3 separate regions of the Sus scrofa genome follow, and regions 2 and 3 are each linked to region 1. A link is a contact called in public targeted proximity ligation data. All regions are on one chromosome and are shown on one strand. The core of a region is the stretch at or near the end of the contact, and the rest is flanking DNA. Distances in the headings are between cores, read along the strand shown. Region 1 overlaps UBE2N (ubiquitin-conjugating enzyme E2 N). Region 2 has its middle 81 kb from the start of EEA1. Region 3 overlaps LOC102158255 (a long non-coding RNA gene).

What was found.
Region 2: a contact with region 1 is called in a targeted proximity ligation map of skeletal muscle. A contact is called at or near these places in 11 of 47 Hi-C or Micro-C datasets (brain, embryonic fibroblasts, epiblast stem cells and 7 more) and 1 of 2 datasets of targeted methods (skeletal muscle).
Region 3: a targeted proximity ligation map of skeletal muscle shows a contact between it and region 1. A contact is called at or near these places in 10 of 47 Hi-C or Micro-C datasets (embryonic fibroblasts, epiblast stem cells, liver and 3 more) and 1 of 2 datasets of targeted methods (skeletal muscle).

Annotation. Positions count from the first base shown.
Region 1 is chr5:89,700,277-89,704,685 of Sscrofa11.1, forward strand. The region is part of intron 1 of UBE2N (ubiquitin-conjugating enzyme E2 N); the gene reads left to right. Among named protein-coding and RNA genes, the nearest start is that of NUDT4, 26 kb to the right of the region's middle.
Region 2 is chr5:90,048,153-90,052,941 of Sscrofa11.1, forward strand. No RefSeq gene overlaps it. Among named protein-coding and RNA genes, the nearest start is that of EEA1, 81 kb to the right of the region's middle.
Region 3 is chr5:90,082,525-90,087,267 of Sscrofa11.1, forward strand. The region is part of intron 1 of LOC102158255 (a long non-coding RNA gene); the gene reads left to right. Among named protein-coding and RNA genes, the nearest start is that of EEA1, 47 kb to the right of the region's middle.

The sequences.
Region 1 (4,409 bases), core at 70-2,569:
TGAGTCCCAGTAGATCTGTCCTGATCAGATCAGTTTGATGTGTTTTTTAATTCCTTCTTAAAGTATTTGTAGCATGAACTGCTGTATGCATTCTGTAAGACGAGGTAGTTTCCTTGAGACCTTAATTGTGTTGCCACTTAAATTCATACTCTATTTTTATGTACATCCGTTTCTACTTTTTAGCAACCGATTTCCTAAACATAGTCTACATTACTTTCTCTTTTTTTCGTTTTTCTTTAGGGCTGCACCTCTGGCATATGGAGGTTCCCAGGCTAGGGTTTGAATCAGAGCAGGAGCTGTTGGCCTACACCACAGCCACAGCAACCCCAGATCCTTAACCCACTGATGGAAGCCAGGGATCGAACCTGTGTCCTCATGGTTACTAGTCAGATTCGTTTCTGCTAAGCCGTGATGGGAAACGTATTACCTTTTATTTTGCATGATCTGAGCTAAAATTCTACTTGGGATCCAGTCCCAGGATTGCTTTTAAACAAGTAGGGTCACAAAGTGCAACTAGATGTTAGTTTCTTTTTTTTAGGAACACTTAATAAATCTTGAGATTTGTTACTGTGCTTTGTTCTTACCCTGCATTCTCTTGTAATTGGTTACGTATGACTGTAGTCTTCTCATGTGACTTCATTTGTCAAGTCCTTTTACAGTGTTCTCTCATTTAATTTTCATAGCACCTCTGCACGAGAGGCTAACGATGTGGTTGAGGAAGCTGAGGCGCCGAGCCTTGTAAATTACCTCCTCAGAAATATAGTTAAGCCAACACTGTAGTAACTTTAGCCCAGTACTTCTAGACTTAATACATCACTGTCTACAAAAGAATAGTGTAAAGCTAGAATGTGTTGCACATTTCTCGGTGTGAGTAGTAGCAGGAAGGCTTTTATTTCCTTCCCAGTTTTTGCCTTTGTAGGGGAAAAAATTGACAACGACTTCTATGGAAGGGTTGTTCCATTTGGTTTGGGTTTTATTCTTTTTTTTCCTCCTGTAATTTATGCTATGGGTTTGTTTGGGAAATCAGTGCTCTGTAGTCAGATAATTATGCATCTATTCATTATATCCAAATCCATTAGGACTTGAGACCATGTAAAAACTATTTCAAAAAATTTTCTGTACCTAAGAGCTTATTCTACAGTGTGTTCCGATTACGCCTTATGCTTGATCAGGCCACTTGGTGTGTTTCTTCAATACGTACATTCTTTAGAAAGATTATCTGATTTGGGGAGTGAACTGAAGATGAGGAAATGAATGCCCTGTCTGTCTCTGACAGAGTGACGCTCTGAGAGTGATTTGAAGCTATTTTTGGATGTGATCTTGGAGGCCCTTCTGGCAGCTTTTTATAGCTTTGAATAGAGCTGCTACTATTTTATCTAACTAGGAGTGGTGTTTTGGGGCCCTTGGGCCCCAGCTTTCTCTCTCTCTCTGTTTTTTTTCTTTCTCCCTCCTTCTTTATGGCTTTCTAAAAATATGAGGACTTGGGATAAAACAAAAGAATGGAGGTGCGGAGTCAAAATTCAAGCAGTTTTACTTCTTTTCTCATTCATTTCCTCCTTTTGTTCATCCCGGTCTTCACTTTTCCCCTAAAGGTGAAAACCAGCCTCTTTTGTTCCAGTTACCTGTTGGAGGACTTCCCAAGATGGGAGGCTGCTTTATTGCCTCCTGAGGTCTTTAATGCTCTGGAAATGTTTTTCTTTGAATCTACAGAATATTTTGCTGAAAGTAGTTTTTAGCATTTCAGGATCTGAATTGCCCTTGCATTGCTATGATTAAAACAAAACAAAAATTAGTCTTGAGTTAAAACCATTACTAAAAACATTACTTTAAATGCCTGTGGGTTTAACGCATTTTGGGGAAGGATTAGATTTTGTAGTTCCATCTTATGATTATTTCAGTATATAATTGTGCTGACAGAGAAATTTTTTTTTTTAGTGTATACACTGCAGGCTGTAGAATGAAGTGGTGGAAGGTGTATAATTTTTCTTAAGTAAAAGCAGTGTAAATACATTATTCTCATTCATTATTTGTCATACCTAAAAGCTTAAATACAGAAGTGTTTTAGCTGTTTTTGACTATATGTATTTATTCAAAATGTTGACAATATATTGTTACTAATATGTAAAACTACACTCACTACTGTCAGTTCGTGTATTGAATATTAGCATTTTTCTGGCTAAATTTGTAAACGGAAATTAGATTATATCTTCCCATGCCTGACTGGATCCTTTTGTTTTCTATTGTGATGTCGTTCACGGAATAACCCTGTTTTAACATTAAAGATGAAATTTCTGATCGTTTATACCTTGTTCTTTGTAACATCACGTAGATGGATAATTCAGCAAGTATTTTGCAAACCTCTGTGGCGCTGGGTACTGTGCCAGACGCTGCGGCTGTAGCAGTAAATGAACGCAGGTCTCCCTTTTCCCTCCATTCTGAGCGGAGTGAGTGCCATATGCAGTGTGTTTGGAGGCCCTGGAGATGAAGTAGTGGGGGAGCAGGGATAGAAGGAGGGTGTGGGATAGGCTGGATTGGGGTCTGCATGTTGAATTGTAGAGGCTTCACTGAGAAAATAGATTTGAATGAAGACCCTCAGAGCTGAGGGTTCCAGCTCTGTGGAAAGGGAAGAGGGAACCCTTTGTAAAGCCCCTGAGGGAAGAGGATGCCTGGCAGGCTGAAGGACTACAGAGCAGTTCATCTGGCTGGAAGGTCCGGGTGGAGGTGGGAGACAGGACGAGGAAAGCTGAGCCGAAGGCCTGAGGGATAGGTGGCATGAGGGGGTCATGTGAAGCCTCTTTTTTTGGGGGGGGGAGTGGAATTATACGGTTTTTGCTTTTGAAAAGGTCTGTAGAATAGAGATGGGCATGGCAGTGGGGTGAGGAGTGCAAGGCAGAAGCGGAGAGAACAAGTTGGTTATCTCTTGCCCTTTGCCAGGGGAGAGCCCTTGGTGGCTTGGATCAGAGGTGTAGCAGTGGAGTGATGAGACGTCTGGCCAGTCATGGGTAGATTTGAAGTTCAAGCCAACAGAATGTGCTTATCAGGTTAGATGGGTGGGTTATGAAGGCAATGGTCAACCATTTGACAGGGTGGATTTCTCAGTAACTGACTTGCAGAATGCTTGGGGGGAGGGGCACTTTGAAGGTGTCAAAGATCGTGCTGAGTGGGGGGTGACTATTAGGCGTTTGAGGGGCGCTGTCCCACAGTTACGAATAGAAGAGGCACGCTTGGGGAGAAATCTGTGTCGGATATGTATTTGGGGAGGCTTGGGCACATAGGAAGTGTGTTTACTATTTCAGTTCATTGGATGAGATGAGATCGCTCTGGAAGTGTGTAGGCAGAGAAGACCTTGGATGGAGCCCTGGAGCACCTAAATGCTGGAGTGTTGTGCAAGTAGGGAGGGGTCAGCAGGGAGGCTGCTCCCATGCAAGTAGGAAGAGAATCCCGAGAGTGTGGCTGCAGGAAACTGGATGCAGCCTCACCAGGAGATGGCAGATCAGTTGGGTCAGATATTGCATCGAAGTTGGTTAAGATAAAGCATTAGCCCTTTGATTTAACCACATAGGAATCATTGGTGACCTCGGCAAGCTGGAGCCTGATTGTAGAGTTGTTTTGAGTTGTTTTGAAGATAGGAGGGGAGGAGAGCCATTAGAGACAAGCGAGTATAGGTAACTTTCAAAGAAGAGCCAGTCAGTGGGGCAGTAGCTGGTGGAGGAGAGCCAGGTCTCTTTGGGGGAGTAATTATAGTGAGTCTGTACAGTTTGGGGAAAGATCCAGTAAAGAGGGGGAACTGGTGATTGAAGAGAGAGAAGAAGAGATGCTAGAGCGATGTCCTTTAGTAGGTGAGAAGGAGCTAAGATCGAGAGGAGAGCGTGGCCTTAGCCTAGAATGACTGCCAGGAGAAAAGGCAGAGCACTTGGGCACACAGATGCAGGTTGGTGTACAGATGCTACAGTGATAACTTCGGGAAGTTTCTATTTTGTCGTGAAATACGAAACAGAGTTATCAGCCCAAAGTGAGGATGTATGGATGGAGATGTTGGCAGTTTGAACAGAGAGGAGAAAGAATGTCGCAGTTATTTAGGAGATAGGGAGAGAGATGGAAGAACGAACTAACAATATGAGTGATTGTTGGAGAGCAGTAAGGGTCCATTTGAGGTTCGTTGTCTTTTTTTTTTTTTTTTTTCCCTTGCCCCTGTGGTATGTGAAAGTTCTGAAGCCAGGGATTGAACCCGAGGCACAGCAATGACATTGCCAAATCTTTAACTGCCAGGCCGCCAGGAAACTCGCTCATTGTCTATTTTATTTCATTTCATTTTATTTAGTTTTTTAAGGATTGCGCCTGCAGCATATGAAGGATCCCAGGCTAGGGGTTGAATGGGAGCTGTGGCCGCCAGCCTGTGCCACAGCTAC
Region 2 (4,789 bases), core at 1,594-4,093, 350 kb after region 1:
TAACAATAACAAGAGTTGGTGAGAATGGGAAGCCATTGGAAATCTCATATACTGCTGGTGGAAATGCAAAAACATACAGCCCTTTCAAAAAATGAATATGACCCAGCAATTCCACGGTTAGGTATTTACCTGTTAGGGAAACGAGAGTGTATGTCCACTGAAAGACGTACACATGCCTGTTCCTGGCGACATTCTTTCATAATGGTCCCAACCTAGAAACAATCCAAATGCCCATCACCTGATGTACAGAAAAAAAAGAAAACAATGACATACAATGGATTAGCAACAACTAAAAAGAACAGGATGCTGATGCAACACGAATGAATCTGAAAAGCATCATACTAAGGGAAAAAAATCCAGAAAAAAATCATATATGCTGTGCAGCATGATTCCATTTACATGAAATTTTAGGAAAAGCAAAACTACAGCAACAGCAGCCAGATCAGTGGTTTCCTGGGGTGTAGAGTAGGGGTGAGGATTAATTGCAAAGGGATCTGAGGAAAATTCAGGCGTGACAGAGGTGTTCTAAAACGTGATTGTGGGGGTGTTGCATGACTATACATTTGCTAAAATTCAGGCCCAGTAAAAATTGGTGAATTTGGTTCTATATAAATTAATCTCAATAAAACTATAGAAGCTATTAATTCAGGATAAATGCTTGGAATTTATAAAAAGCGGCACATTCTATTCAGCAATATGTTGGCAGTTACAGAGGAAAAGGGAGAAGTTAGTAAGCATTTCCTCTGTTTTACAGAGGAAATAGAATTTTTTGAGGTTCATCCAGGAGAAACTTCCTCTCATAATGGAACCCCCTCAGATATCCGAGGTAATATAGCACCCGGCCTGGGTTACTGTCTGGAAGCTCAGGCTGAAATGCCAGACTAGAAAGAGGTTTCTTATCACCCGCCCAGAAATCTCTGTCTGAGGCCACGGGCTGTGGCTTCCCTGCCTTATCTGGCTAGATAAGCACTCAAGGGCTTTGCCCCCCTGCTCCCGGGAGGCCTGGAGGTGAGAGGCCAGAAAGTGTGGAACAGATCCGTCTCCGGGGCCTGGGTTGGACTCACGGACAGGTAATGTGTCCCCCTAACTGTGGACTTTCTGCCACCTCCAGCCACTTGTGGCGTCTCCACGTGGAACACCACGTTGTGTGAGTCCCTTTGAGGGTTTGTTCTGTCCCTGCACGTTCTCTCCGAGGCGTAGGTGTTCCTTGTGATGCTTATTTTTTGAGGGCATCGACATCCCAAGCCGGGGAGAGCCAGGGCTCTACTGGGAGGGCACGAGGCTTCTCCGAGGACATCCTTCCAAAAGCACATGCCGCTCCGCCTCCTCCACCCCTCGGCCCGGTCCACGCTCTGGTTTCCCAATTCTCCTCCCTTCCAGGGTTCCGTGGGTGGCAGTCTGTCCCAGGAAGGACTGCTGAACAGGAGTTCTCCCTAAAACTCTCCTTATCTGAACCAACATCTGAAAAACTGGCTCCTGGCTTCCTTCCGTGTACGTAGATCCATTCATCACACATTATTAGAATCTAAAAAGACTTTATAGAAAAACCAGACCACTGCTTTCCAAAATGTCTTCCTCAGAGCTGAGAGGTATTAAGAGATGCTCAGTGGAAAAGAGAGTTTATGATCAATGCATTTAGAAAATGCCAATTATGTAAGTCAGCTATAATAAAAATTTTTAAATGTTATATCCAAAAAAAAAAAAAAAAGAAAGGAAAATGCCAATTATACAGGTTTCTAGACACTGGATACCATAAGCAGCCTCAGTGTGCTCACTTGGCTGATGAGCACTATGACTTGAGAGAGGGGTTGGAGGGGGTCGGGAGGGGATGTGAGATGCAGTGTTTGATCAGAGGGACTTCTCTCAGATTGTAGAGCAGCACTGTCATTTAGAAATACCTTGCATATCTGGAGTTACACATATCAATTTTAAATATTCTGGTCGCTAGTTTTTAAAGAAATAGGGGAGCTCCTGTTGTGGCTCAGCAGTAATGAACCCAACTAGTATCCATGAGGACCGGGGTTCAGTCCCTGGCCCCACTCATTAGGTTAAGGATCCAGCGTTATTGTGAGCTGCTGTGTAGATTGCAGACACAGTTTGGATCTGACATTGCTGTGTGTTTCTGGCAGAGGCCAGCAGCTACAGCTCCAATTCAACCCCTAGCCTGGGAATTTCCATTTGTCACAGGAGCCAAAAAAAAAAAAAAAAAGGAAATAGGTTTTGCCTAATTTTTTATATAAAGTTTTTATCTATCATTTTTTAGAGTTTGTTTTTTTTTTTTTTTTGGTGGGGGCACACCTGCAGGATATGGAGGTTATCAGGCTAGGGGTTGAATAGGAGCTGTCGCTGCCAGCCTATGCCACAGCCACAGCGCATCTGAAACTGAGCCTTGTCTCCAACCTATACCACAGCTCATGGCAACACCAGATCCTTAACCCACTGAGCGAGGCCAGAGACCGAACCCGTGTCCTCATGAATACGAGTCCGATTCGTTTCTGCTGAGCCAAGAAAGGAACTCCTAAAGATGTTTTAGGTTCACAGCAAAATTGAGCAGAAACTACTGAGAATTCCCCTCTGCCTCCTATCCCCACAGCAATCACAGCCTTCCGTAATATCCTAATTTTAATAATATTTTATTTCCCTCAATTATAAAAGTATTATGATTTCAACATTAATCAAGGTAAAACTATTAATGAGATCCTACCTTAGTTTTTACATTCTAAATTGGCTGCTTTCCAAGTGCTTGACAGCCACACCTAGCTCGTGGCTACACTCAGAGCAGAAGGGGTCAAGGGTCCCAAGAGACGTGGTTTAGGAAATGCTGATCTGGCCACACCCACCCGTACAGATAAAGCTGAAGAGCCCCGAGGTTTGAAGTGGCTTTCCTAAGTCTCAGACCCAATTAGTGTCGGAGATGAGATCAGCACACAGGTTCCTGACCTTCGCCTCACCCTCAGGGGCAGTTCTTTCCTCCACTTCGTGACTCAAACACAAATCTTCTCCTTTGTAGGAGGCAGAATTCCAACTTCCTTTCTTTGCTCTGCAATGGAACAGCCCCCTGTTCCTTCGGAAGTAAAGTGGATGGGTCTTAGTCTAGGGACAGAGAGGGTCTGAGTCCACGATGATTATCCACATGCTCCTGGTTCCTCTCAGAATCTCGGCACTGTCACTTCTTAGTGTTGTACAGTATCCATTCTCACTCACATCAGGGGCTCTTTCAGACCGTAGTGCACTAGGATCCCTCACCTTGGGTCACAGTAGTGGCCCCTGGGTACTGGGGCCCTGGAGTGAGGACGGTGGAAGGAGGCTTCCATTCTTCATTGATTCAGCAAATGTTTATTGAACACCTATCACATTCCAGGCCCTGTTCTTGGTGCTGCATATACATCAATGGACAAACCAAGTCCTTGGCCTCTGGAGTTTAGATTCTAGTGGTACAAAACAGACAAAACAAATATGTAAATATATGGCACCTTAGAGGGGAATTATGTTTTTGAAAGAAGATAAAATAAAATAAGGGGAAAGGGAAGTAAGAAATAGAGGTAGGCTGGACAATGAGGGATTTTTTTTTTTTTTTTGACTCTCTAATCATGGTGGTTATAGATGAAAGGGGGAATGGATTTAAGGAAACATTCTTCTTAGTTTATATTATTAATGTATGTTTAAATGCCTTTGACATTTGTGGACATGCAGATCCTCTAAAGGAAATAATGAGACTACCTATTAACAACTAAATCTTACTGTGTAGCACTGGGAACTATATCTAGTCACTTATGATGGAGCATGATAATGTGAGAAAAAAGAATCTATACATGTATGTGTAACTGGGTCACCATGCTGTACAATATAAAATTGACAGAACACTGTAAACCAGCTATAATGGAAAAAAAATTAAAATCACTATATAAAAAAACAAACAACAAAAGCACATTCTATTCAGTAGGCACTGTGTTGAGCACATGATACAGTTTTAACAGTTTAATGAGAAAGCAAGGGTCTTTGCTTAGTATTCATTCTCTAAATTTCTGTAGTTAAGAAGTGTCATGAGGAGTTCCCGTCGTGGCGCAGTGGTTAACGAATCCGACTAGGAACCATGAGGTTGTGGGTTCGATCCCTGCCCTTGCTCAGTGGGTTAACGATCGGCGTTGCCGTGAGCTGTGGTGTAGGTTGCAGACGCGGCTCGGATCCTGCGTTGCTGTGGCTCTGGCGTAGGCCGGTGGCTACAGCTCCGATTCAACCCCTAGCCTGGGAACCTCCATATGCCGTGGGAGCAGCCCAAGAAATAGCAACAACAACAACAAAAAGACAAAAGACAAAAAAATTAAAAAAAAAAAGAAGTGTCATGAAAGCAAAAATTGTCATAAAGAGCTGGTCATTTATCAAAATCAGTTTTCATTCAAATATCGCTGCCTACTTTATTCTAGCATCGATGCTGGCCAGTGGGTCAGTCACCTTGGTCGGTCAGAGCCTCAGTGTCAGATATTTACCACATGAGACTGACTATACGATGAAACTACAAAGCAGATGAATTGCAAACGGAAAAAGTTCAATTTTGTCAAACATTGAAGATTTCGTGAAACTGATGAAAGTAATACAAGAGAAGTACGGGAATGACTTGCCAAGCCATTGGCAAATGTGAATTTGGCCTGATCTGTGCTTTAAAAGGGAAGATTCAACACTGAAGGAACAGCAAAGTTCTCTGAAAACCCCTTAAGCCCCAGCATAGTTTTGCAAAATGAATATCCTGTTAATGTTGCCTTGAAGGTCAAATAGAAAATGAAGGATGTAT
Region 3 (4,743 bases), core at 2,122-4,621, 380 kb after region 1:
TTCCTAGCTTTGTTTTCCTATGGGGAAAGTTGATATTGGTCTTAACTAGCTCGGGCCTTGGCAACAGGCCTGATCCCACTCATTATCCATCTCAAGCTTATGATCAGGCAATGTTGAATTTTACCTGACGGCTGAGAAAGACCTTTGCCCTTTTGTGTTCTGGAAGATGGCTCACTGCAAGAACCTCCTCTCTCCTTATGACGGCTAAGACTCAGAAAGGCCCCCCTCGCTTACCTATGACAAGGCAAGACCCAGACTCCAAACTCCCATCTTTGTCTTGTACGTGATCAGTTGAACTTCCTAGGTGAATCCCCACTGATGAATCGGGACAAGGGTCTGTCCACCAAACTTTGGTTAAGTGTCTCTCCCAACCCCATGTCCCTGAACTTTGGCCACCCTCAGCAGCACCCCGTCTTGAGGATCCTCCTTAAAACAGGCTGGCCTCAGAGTGAAATCCTCCCTGACCCGCTAGTTCATCATTCTCCCCTTCATCCTACTCCCCCACACCCACTTCTTGTCCGTCTCTCTCTCTATCAAAGGAAACCCCTTTTGACTCGCTCTGTAGATGCTTGTGGACCTGGCGGGCGAAGTTTTCTCCCTATTGCCACAGTCCCCTTCTCCCCTTTGCAATAGTATTTCTGAATAAAGCGCTCTTTCACTATATCCAGATTTGGTTTTTAGTTGATGGTTTTTATAGTCAGAGGGAAAGATACCTCGGAAGAGCCCCAGCCCCAAGTTTCTCTCCCTCCTGAAACCTGTGCTTACTCGCCTTAGAATGGGGTAAATCCTAAAGTTGCATCATTGTATTGTGATTCATGAAAAGGGGTTTGCTGGAGTTCCCATCATGGCACAGCAGAAGCAAATCCAACTAGGAACCATGAGGTTGCGGGTTCAATCCCCGGCCTTGCTCAGTGGGTTAAGTATCCAGTGTTGCCATGAGCCGCCATGTAAGTTGTGTGGGTTGAAGACATGGCTCAGATCTGGCTTTGCTGTGGCTGTGGTTGAGATGTAGGCCGGCAGCTGCTCCAATTTGACCTCTAGCCTGGGAACTTCCGTATGCTGCAAGCAAGTGTGGCCTTAAAGAGCAAATAAATAAATAAATGGACTTGATAGATGTAACCAATCAGCAGCAGTGTCACTATCTAAGAATGGTGTAGTCGGGAAATCCTAGGCTCCAGGAAACATGTGCCTGTTTGTGTGTCACTCACCAGCTGGGCAGCAGGGTGATATTACCTTTCTGAGCCTTATATTCACCCTACTACCAGTCTTTGCCATGTGGCAGTCCCTGGGCCAGGTTCAGCCCCAGATTTTCTTTGTGTGGTTCACATAGTATTGAAAACATTTCTTTTAATTAGTTAACACCATTTTTTTAAAAATCAGGAGACTTTGCACAAATCTACTCACTTCTCTTGACAAATGGGACCCAGAAGCATTGTGTGCACTTCCCCATACGGAACAAACCCTTTAACGGTCATGCTTCGCTCCTTGACATGACTGTCTGGCTGTGGCATGGAGCAAACAGTGCTTTCATCATTTAGTTGTTTTGACATCAAAATAAAATAAGGCACTTCCCGTCGTGACGCAGTGGTTAACGAATCCGACTAGGAACCATGAGGTTGCGGGTTCGATCCCTGGCCTTGCTCAGTGGGTTAACGATCCAGTGTTGCTGTGAGCTGTGGTGTAGGCTGGCAGCTACAGCCCTGATTGGACCCCTAGCCTGGGAACCTCATATGCTGCAGGAGCAGCCCAAGAAATGCCAAAAAGCCAAAAAGCAAAAAAAAAAAAAAAAAAAAAAAAAAAAGACAAAATAAAATAAAATGCAAAGTGGCTCCCAGTGAGACGTCTAAGACCTCAGTAATTATTCCTTCTCCATCCTCACTTACTGATAATTAGGCTTGTGGGCTTACATTGACTTTAAGCATTTAAATAGATTTTCTACTTTGAATACCTGGCTGTTGTTTACAGTAGCAACAAAAGAAAGGTTAGAAGTGCATCTGAGATGAAGCAAAGCCTTAGGGAAAAAGAAGCAGACTTCAGAATCTTGAATATGTGCCTGAAATATAAACATTTGTTTTTAAGAGTAAAATCTTAGAGGGTAGCTATGTCTTCAAATGAATCATTTTATCAATGAGGTAGTTCATTGGGAACATAGATGTTTTCCCTACACGGTGCCAAGAAACCTGATTTAATTGATTTTATGATTAAATTGCAGGAGGCGCCTGATTGTTTTTGCAAACTCATTCCTTGCTTTTTATTGATTCGGTTTAAAGTTTGGCCATTGAACATTACAGTAAAGAGATGGATCCACCATGAACTGACAAAGGCAAGGATAGACACCACTTGAAACCACCACACATAAGAAGTTGTATCACAGCTCTTAGGAATTTTTGATTCCAAATTTCCTTGAAAATTTGTACCTGAAGATTAGAGAACTAGGATTATGACTCTCTACCTTGAGGTTCACCCCAGACCATCAACCTCCCTCAACTGTTGTTCATTCAAAAAGGGTTGATGGAATACTACTCAGCCATAAAAAAGAATGACATAATGCCATTTGCAGCAACATGGATGAAACTGAGTGAAATGAGCCAGGAAGACAAAGACAAATACCATATGATATCACTTATAACTGGAATCTAATATCCAGCACAAATGAACATCTCCTCAGAAAAGAAAATCATGGACTTGGAGAAGAGACTTGTGGTTGCCTGATGGGAGGGGGAGGGAGTGGGAGGGATCGGGAGCTTGGGCTTATCAGACACAACCTAGAATAGATCTGCAAGGAGATCCTGCTGAGTAGCACTGAGAACTATGTCTTGATATTCATATTGCAACAGAACAAAGGGTGGGGGAAATATGTATACATGTAAGGATAACTTGATCCCCTTGCTGTACAGTGGGAAAAAAAATAAATTATTTAAAAAAAAAGAAAAAGGGTTGAGAAGTTTTCCCAGAGAACTAGCTTGCTATTTTCCATTTCCTTCCCGGAAGATTTCTTGGCAGATCCAAACCTCGAAGGGGTCTTCTCCCACTTACCAGGCTCCCTTGTGTTTCCCATTCATTCTGCTGTGACAAGTACATATTTCAAAACTCTCAAATGGTTCTTCCTCCCTCTAGTCTTCGCTGAACCCCAAAACCTAGGGTCAGTTTCCAGAATGGTGAGCTCCGTTAAACAGCGGCAGGAAGAACCCCCTCATCCCCTGGGTCTACGGGCATCTTATGCCAGGCTCTAAAGTCCTCATTTCCCAGCATCAAGTGCAGGTGGAATTTGGCAGAGGGCTGCCAATCTCTCCTCAAAGACTTGCAACTACTCCCAGCCTCAGGCTTCTTTTTAAAAAATATACGCAATATTCGCTACTTCTGGGCGCTTCTCTTAGCCTGGCTTCTCTTCTTCGCCTTTGAAAAATAATGTCCCTTCTTTTCCCCAAGGGAGGTCTTTGAATGCTTCTGGCATTTTCCCAGATTGCTTTCATTTTCTTAAACATTGGTTATGAAACAAAATATGTCAAATTTAAATAGCTCATGTGTTGTTACTAAACTGCTTCCCCGCTGGCTTCCTGGCCCCAAGGCAAGTGGAAGCGCGTCTGTTAGTTTTTTGAAGTGAACTAGCACCCTCTGTAGGCCAATTTTTTTATAAGTATGAGAAACCACATCGCTGTTAAATTTCTAATGCTAGGGCCTAAGGCAAAAAAAAAATATCACATCTGTCGAAATTACCAGGCAGCATAAAAGCCATGAATTCATTTCTTTTGTTTTTCTCTTAATGTGCTGGTTGCCTCCCGTTTTTTAGAGCAGTGGAGCTTTAATAGGGGAAGGAATGTTAGGTTAAATAAAGAAATAGTTTCTTTCTCAACCCTGCTTTTTTTCTCTCTCCTCCCCTCCATTTACTTTGAGAAACGCATTCAGCCATATTTATTGACCGTCTGCTGGGTGTCAATCACCATTACAGGTTCTAATCCATAGAGGCCCCTGCTCTTGTGGAGCTTGCATTCTAAGGAGGAGCTAAAGGAGATTAAAGTCTAGATTTTGAAAAGAGATGTTTTTTTTTTCTTTTTTTTTTTTTTAAAGAGAGTGATAAGTACTCTGAGAATAACAAAACAGAATCGTGGCTTAGAGAGTGCTGGAGGCGTCGGGGGTTTTTTTTTTGTTTTTTTTTTTTTTTGTCTTTTGTCTTTTTGTCTGTTGTTGTTGTTGATGTTGTTGTTACTGTTGTTGCTATTTCTTGGGCCGCTCCCGCGGCATATGGAGGTTCCCAGGCTAGGGGTCGAATCAGAGCTGTAGCCACCGGCCTACGCCAGAGCCACAGCAACGCGGGATCCGAGCCGCGTCTGCAACCTACACCACAGCTCACGGCAACGCCGGATCGTTAACCCACTGAGCAAGGGCAGGGACCGAACCCGCAACCTCGCAACCTCATGGTTCCTAGTCGGATTCGTTAACCACTGCGCCACGACGGGAACTCCCAGGCGTCGGGTTTTAAACAGTCATGGAGCCACCAGGAGGAGGTGACTTTGAGCAGATATTTAGATGAAGAGGCAGGTGTATAATCTTGATGAATGTCGCAAATTATGGAGAAAGGCATTGATGAAACTATTCCTCTAGCGCTTTAGTTACTAAGTCTCTGAACTCAGTGGTTTGAGTATTTGTTTATTGAATATCTTCTTCAGGTTTGTTGTATCGCTTTTTTTTTTTTTTTTTTTTTTTTGTCTTTCTCTCTTTTTAGGGCTGCACCCGTGGCATATG